Regions from separate parts of the Anas platyrhynchos genome. Here region 1 is linked to region 2. Evidence: chromatin contacts called from public Hi-C data. All regions are on one chromosome and are shown on one strand. Each heading gives the region's core, a stretch centred on a gene start, on an enhancer-like site or on the middle of the called end of the contact. The rest is flanking DNA. Distances are from core to core; before and after follow the strand shown. Region 1 holds the start of TRIM32 (tripartite motif containing 32). Region 2 overlaps PAPPA (pappalysin 1).

Region 1 (3,731 bases), core at 1,080-3,579, 290 kb before region 2:
GCATCAAAAGAGGAACCAGATGGTGCGATGCTTTAGGCCATTAATGTATCACCTCTGGAGACCTACATTCAGATATGACATCAGATACAAATGAAATAAATGCGGTTGCTTTAATCTGCTCCTCTAGATAGCCAAAACAAATGTTCGAGGTTTCGTGCGTTTGCCAGGAAGTAAAGCTGGGAGGGATGATTTGTCAGCTTCCACTCGCTGAGAATTACCGCGCACGGGGAGGACGCACGGGGAGGACCTCACGCCAGGGCCTCCCGTTAGCCTCTGCCACGCTGCATCGTGCTTCAGCACGCAGACAAAACACAGCTCAGGCAGCAGTGTGCTAGCAGGGGTAAGCAGCTGAAGGGAGTTCACAGAACTCCAAACACTTGGTAATACAGACTGCAAGCGTTCGCTGGGAGTTCTTGTGCTTAGCTTAATTGTATGTAATTTCTCCTCGTGTCGTGCTCCTGTAGCACTGCCCTCATTCTTACGTTTTGGTTCTGTTTTTCAGTGCCGTGGTTGCCATTCAGCTTCAAACCAGGTTTCTCCAGCCCCACATCCCTCTCAGCGGGGAGCAGATCCCAGCAGCTGTCTCGCTAAAGCAGCCAGCCATTCAGAGGGAACAGAGCAGGGCTCGCATCATTAAGTTATTATTCAGCAGACTGGGTTTCAATACCTTGGCTATTGCCTTGCTTAGCCTTTAAAAGAAACGGGGAGAAAACATTTCCTTTAGAGGGAGAGAAGGAGAAGGAAGTAGTTAGTCTTTAAAATGAAGAGCTGGTCGCAGAGGGATGTGAACAGACAGCTTTTTCTGAATAATGGCTGCACGCACGCAGCACTCTCGCTTCCCTGCTGCGTTTGCCTGCTTCATCCTCGGGAGCATTTCAGACAGAAAGGTTCAGTGTGTTTCAGCTCAGCGTTTGCTCAAGTGGAAAGAGACAACTGCAGTGAGGAAAAGTTCTTTATGTTCGTACAGAGGAAAAAAAAAATCATTTTAATTTATTGGGTCCGCGGTTGTTTAAGGCCCAGATTTCAGGGACTGACTCAGTGGTGGGGCAGAATCCCCGGCAAGTCCCAGGCTGGGATCTGATGCCCGGCTGCCCGGGCTGGTGGCACGGTGAATGTCACACAGGTGGCACCTGGGGGGCTGCAGCAGTCGGGGTGCTGGCACCAAAGAGGCTTCTCTTGTATTTGTAGCCATTGTGGAAGGAGAAACTTGGGCACTGCCATGTAGATCAGGAACATTCCTCTGGGGGATGAAGAGCTGTATTTTAAAGTGATTTTTTAAATAACGGAATACAAGATCCAAGGTTCGTTATTATTTTCCCTGAAAATATGCCAGAAAACTTGCATAGGGAAGGATGAGGCACAAGTGCTGACATCTGAAAACGCGAGTTATGTAAGAAGCTGCCTCCCGAACAGGTGCTGGCATCAGCATGAGATGGCAAGGGGAGTTTGTTTAGGTTTACCTCCCGTCCAGTTTTTTGAACGATGACGTGCACGATGTGCTTTTAACACGTAAACCCCTTGTGTCAGGATGCCGGTACACATCTCAGTGCTGTGATATCACCCTCTGGCTGCAGCGTTACCCCACAGCCAGCTGTACCCTGGGCACGTTCCTGGTCCTGGAGCAGCTCCTGGGGCAGCCTGTGGTCCTGGGGCAGCTCCTGTGCTGCAGGGCAGGGCGCTGGGGGCAGCCTGAGCATCGGGCCGGCCTTCACATTCGCATTCCTCGTATTCAGCCGATTTCCTTGGGGGTCCTTCCCCGTCTCGGTGTCTCCGTGCTGCCCTGCCACAGCTTCTCGCGGCCTCTTGCCTTTATGCAGCACAGGCCGTGGGCACAGCGGGCTCCCCCTGCCCTGCTCACCCAGCCCCACAGCCCTCAGGCTCTGGCTGTTCCCAGCTCCAGCTTTATCCCCACATTCCAGCTTTACCCCGGCCCCAGCTCCCTCAGGACCCCGTTACCCGCTCCCCGCCCCACCACCAGGCTCCATTTCCACCCCCAGCTCCCGGTTTTCCCCCCGGTTCTGCCTCTACCCGCTCCCATCAGCCCCCCCCTTTACCCCCAGCCCTCCCCTTTATCCCCAGCCCCCCATTTTGTCCCCACCGCCCCCTCCCGGCCCCGTCTCACCGCAGCCGCCTCGCAGCGCGGCCTCCCCTCAGGGCCGCCCCCCCCCCCCCTCCCGGCCCGTTCCCGCCGGCCCCGCCCCCCCCGCGCCTACCTGCCCGCCGCTGCCGGGCCGTGCGCGCCGCTCCCCCGCCATGCCCCGCGCCGCCGCGCCGCCGTGACGTCAGGGCGCCGAGCCGCGGGGCGTGCTGGGAGTTGGAGTCCGCGGCCTGCCCCTGCCTGCTTCTGTCAAGAATAGTTAAAAACATATATATATATATATATTTTTTCATTTTTCCACGGTTTTATTACACTATATTCTGCATTGAGGTTCCTGCCTATCAATAAAATTAAAAATCCTTTTTTTTCCCCCCATTTTTCCACAGTTTTCTCACACACCACTCTGCACTGAGATTCCTGTCAATAAATATTTAGATTTTTTTTTCAGTTTTTCCCCATTTTATTACACGCCATTCTGTGCTGAGACCCCTGCCTGTCAATAAACGTTAAAAATCTTTTTTTTTTTCATTTTCCCCCCGTTTTGTTCCACGCCACTCTGCGTTGAGATTCCTGTCAGTAAAACTTCGAATAGAAACAGAATGGGAAGTTTTTGTAGAAACTTAATAGTCTTTTTTTTTCTTTTCATTTTTTCCTGTTTTATTACACAACATTTTGTATTGAGATTCCTGTCAATAAAACATAATCATCTTTTTTTTTTTTTTATTACCATTTTTCCCCGTTTTCTTACACGCTATTCTGCATTGAGACTCCTGTCAATTAAAACTAAAAATCTTTTTTTTTTTAATTATGATTTTTTTTTCAATTTTTTCCCCTATTTCCTTACACACCCTTCTGTGCTGAGGCTCCCACCCGTGTCCCTGTATTCCGATGGTTTTCTCCATCCTTCTCCACCCCTGCGGGGCCGCAGCCCCTTTGCCTTCAGGCTGCCTTTGCCTGTGGGGCCAGCGCCTCGGCCGGGTTTCGGGTCTCACACCACAGCCCTGCGTTATCAGCCCCTCTCAGAAACCACTCTGAAGCAGCACAAAAATGCCTATTTTTAGATGCAGATGTAATCAGTTGATTGGGTGGCACACAAAAATATTGCCAATGAGTAGATCCGCAGCTGCAGCTGCTTACTGGAGCACTTGCATGGGGCTCCTCCTGGCACTAATCCCTCCCTCACAGTAGCCCAGATGCTGGCAGTGGTGGCCAGCGAGCGGTGCAGCTGCAGTAGTGGGAAATCAAAGGTTTGGGGGGAATTGTGCACTTTGGGGATGGCTCCTCAGTCAGGGGAGAGCTTTGCCTGGTGTTGAAAGAGGCGGCGCTGCTGGGGTTTGGGGATTCAGGATCAGAAGAGCTGAGATGGACGAGGTGCAGGAGGTGGCTACCAAACACGAGCTGGACCACGGGGCGCTGTGTGAGGGTGTCTGAACGGAGACGTGCTGCGGGGAGACCTCCGTAATTCCCAGCCACACCATGCAGGGGACAACAGCCAGGGCTCGGAAGCAAACCCTGTGGCCACCATGCTCCTTTTTACATGTCCTAACACCTCAGAGGAAAACAAAATCCATTTGCAGCGCCTTTCCTGCAGCCTGTCAGTGAGGCTCCTGACCATTGGTGCTTCCTCTGGCAG
Region 2 (3,381 bases), core at 658-3,157:
GGGAGCCCCGCTCCCGCAGTCCCTCCGAACACCGGCCCCTCAGCCGGCTTTCTGCCTCTTGCAAGCTCTTCTAACTGGAATAGGCTGGCTTGAAATAAATCAGGACAAAATGAAGTTTGGGGAGTCGAGCTCAGCCTGGGACACAGCTCCGTGCCTACAGGAGGCAGCCATACATCATTTAGGAATCTAAATTTACCATCCTTCACACATAAAGAGGCAAACTTCCCTCTTTTTTTTTTTTCTTTCCTTTAATTACCATTTAATTGAATAGAGCAGCCCACGAGTAAGTGCTTTAAGAAAATAAAACACGTTCGTCAGACTGTTCTGAATCTGGTGTGCAGCCGGTTGAATGCGACCAGTTGAAATTGGAAGTCTTACGGAAAGAAAAATCCTTTTTCCAGTTCCCGTTTCTGACTCTTGTCCCAGCTTCTGCAGGCTGGAGGAAATGAGCTGCTCAAACGCAAATATTTAGCAAATGACAAGCTACGCCGTATTTTTTCAGTGGCCTATTAGTCACAGCTTACCCGGATCCGTAGGCACGAAGTGGCTGATCGTCTGAACCCGGCTGCCGGGAAGCTGGAGGCACGGGGCTACCTCTATCCCTGGGGGCTGGGGACTGGGGGCTTGTCACCCATCGCAGCGGCCGTGCAGATGTGTGAGACCCAGCCCTGAGGCCCAGCCGGAGTTGTGCTCCTGCCCCTGGCCCATGCTAATTAAATCACAGGCCTTGCATTTGGCTCATTCCGTAGTCCTTCATCTCAGTACTTCGTAACAGATCAAAACAAGCGAATCCACATAAGGAGGCAACAGGCTGTTATAGATGTGAACGTGCTGCATTTTCTGCCTACCTATTATTTTGATGCCAGTGAAACCGTGTGTAAACTCTGTGTGAAGAGCCCCTCAAGCTCCCAGCGCACCTGCTACGGGCATCGGCCCTGGGGACAGGCCCCGGCTCCCTGCTTCCACCTGAGCTGTATTAATGCAGCACCAGACTCCAAAACTCCAGAATTGAACCAAATGAAACCAAAACCCAAACGTATATTCCTAAACCCTGCAGAGGGAACGGACTTATGCAGTGTCAATTACATATCTGTATAATTGCCCAATTATTGGCCCCCGACACAGATGTTTCTCAGTCTCTCACACGCAAGAGCTGCGGCTTTAAGTGAGCTCCACTGTGCTGATTTTGGCGTTTCTTTCCCTTTGGATTCTGCTGCAGTTTTATGTTCACCAAGGACTGAAGTTGGGAAAACATAGGCACTCCCTTACATACGAAGCTTTATTAAGTTGGGATCATGCTCTCTGTTGGCAGGCAGAGGAATAGAGAGACAGAGGAGAATGAAACTGGGAAGGGAAAAAAAACAAAACAAAACACAAATAACTTTCACTCTTCAGAGCAGGCACGCCTTCTTACTCCAGCTCCCGCTGCCGATCATTCATCCCGCTCCTCTCAGCTCCCAGCCAGTAAAGAGTCAACATCTCCTTCCTATGAAAACATGAGCTCTCCTGCTCCTGAGCCATACACCAGAAAACACACTGACAGGGACTCTGGAGGATCCTGTTTCTCAGGATGGGGTCGCATTTCCACGGTAGAACTGAAATATCTTTGATTACAACAGAAGCAAGGTCAACGGTGCTTTGAAGCGTCTTATTTTTGCATGGCACGTGTATTATCTAACTTGATTACAGTCCGGACCTTAACTCCTTCGTTCACAACTAGGGATGCATGCAAAGGCTCGTTGGGGGAAAGCGCGCAACCTCGCATGATTAATACCATGTGCACACGCGTGTATTTATAAGAGGGATGTACTGTGCTGTGTGGTAGGTACGCACATCCAAGGAGTGTTTGTCCAAGAACTATGTGGCCCAGGGAGGGACCCAAGTACGCACGAGCTGAGAGCTGCCGCCGCTGGAGCCGCACCGCAGGAGCCGCACAAACGAAGCCCAGCCCAGCTCCGAAAATGCTGCTGAGCTTTTGCGTAACACAGATCAATGGGTCAGACTTCTAGTTTCCCAACAGCTTTCCCTGACAAATGCCAGAACAGATATCAGTGAAGTCAAACAGGGCAGCAATAACATCACTGCCAACCAGCGTGAAAATTGGCAGAGCCTGGCACCAAGGACTGCCTATCATCAGAGACAGGGCATGGCCCGGCGCAATGACGAACCCACTTAACAGCACTGTAAAATTAGCCATTTATGAAAACAAATTGAATACTGCAGCAGAGGGTGACGTAAGGAGAGTTGGCTCCAGACAGAAACAGAAACTCCTGTAGCCTGGATTAGCAGAAGAGCTCCTTTCTATCAGGGCTCAGGCGCAGGAGCTGATAACAACTCGGGTCCTACATGAGATTTTTAACAGACGGGCAGGCTTCCCCCACAGGCACGCGTGGAGCTCCTACACAACTCGCAGTGACTACTTGCACGCCAGGCAGGAACGAAGAGCAGCAGGGGCAGAGGGTGGGGGGCAGAAGGCAGATGAGAGTACAAGAAGGGCTCTGGCAATAAGGTGTCCTCCAGTCAGTCCTGCCCTCCCCGCCAGATCTGCAGTCCCACCACTTCCCACTTTGCAGAAGTTGGGGTGAAACTCGCTCCTGGCAGCGTCTGCAGACTGACCTGCTCCCTGCCCGCCCCCAGCACCCAGAAGGGCTCTGGGTGTCGGCGGGGTCCTACAGATGCGGCGTCAACAGCAGAACAGGGCTCCTGCGTCTGTCACATCCCAAAACAGTGAAAATGAGAAAGCCAAGCGTTTTGGCAGCCAGAACCCTTGATTTCCTCATTGAGGGAAGCGTAATCTCTCCCTAAGCTTGCTGCAGGTCTGGGAGGCTGTGGTGTGCGGAGGATACTCCGAGTGAGTTCCTCTTGGACCTCTTCCAGGTGTTTACACACAGAGCCAAACCTGGCTCCTCTTCAAGAGTGTGTGCGAGGGGGGAAGGGGGAGTTTAAAAATAAAATAAAAATCACAAAGTCCTCCCGAGCTGAGCTGCAAGCTCAACAGTGCTAAACTGGGGCATTTATTTTCATTTTTCACAGTGGAATGTTATTTCCATGCATAAAATGGGTCAAGTGTTTTACACAGGCAACAAACCAACCTCCCCCATCCAATTAAAGTATTTTACTACAAATGATCTTTGTGTGTGTTTGTCCAGGTCCCCTATTGTATGAATTACAGATACTTGCACCTAAGACGGACACGGGGTCCCAGGTGCTGGATTAAACACAAACAAACACACGGAGCGCATTGTGCCACTGGCGAGATCTGTGCAAACCCCAGTGCTGCCCGCCCTAAGTTGAAAGGGAAGCACTTTGAGCCCTGGGGTTTAAGTTAAGATTGGGAAACAGAAGAGTGGATCATGAGAAAGCCAGGGGAAATAATGCAAG

The links. Hi-C and Micro-C count contacts between places; a contact is called where the count stands out from the background.
Region 1: a contact with region 2 is called in a Hi-C map of skeletal muscle, with 2.6 times the contacts expected there. The contact joins the promoter of TRIM32 here to the enhancer-like site in region 2. A contact is called at or near these places in 2 of 8 Hi-C or Micro-C datasets (skeletal muscle and subcutaneous adipose tissue).

Annotation. Positions count from the first base shown.
Region 1 is chr18:6,347,970-6,351,700 of IASCAAS_PekinDuck_T2T, reverse strand. TRIM32 (tripartite motif containing 32) reads right to left here and starts at 2,329. Exons shown (of 2, transcript XM_027471012.3): 1 at 2,214-2,329. All of the region lies in intron 16 of ASTN2 (astrotactin 2), which reads left to right.
Region 2 is chr18:6,054,972-6,058,352 of IASCAAS_PekinDuck_T2T, reverse strand. The region is part of intron 4 of PAPPA (pappalysin 1); the gene reads right to left. Among named protein-coding and RNA genes, the nearest start is that of PAPPA, 200 kb to the right of the region's middle. Within about 2 kb of position 1,907, at least 3 of the 8 cell types and tissues checked have an H3K27ac peak or open chromatin away from gene starts, as enhancers often do. A contact at or near this core is called in subcutaneous adipose tissue, where this site is marked.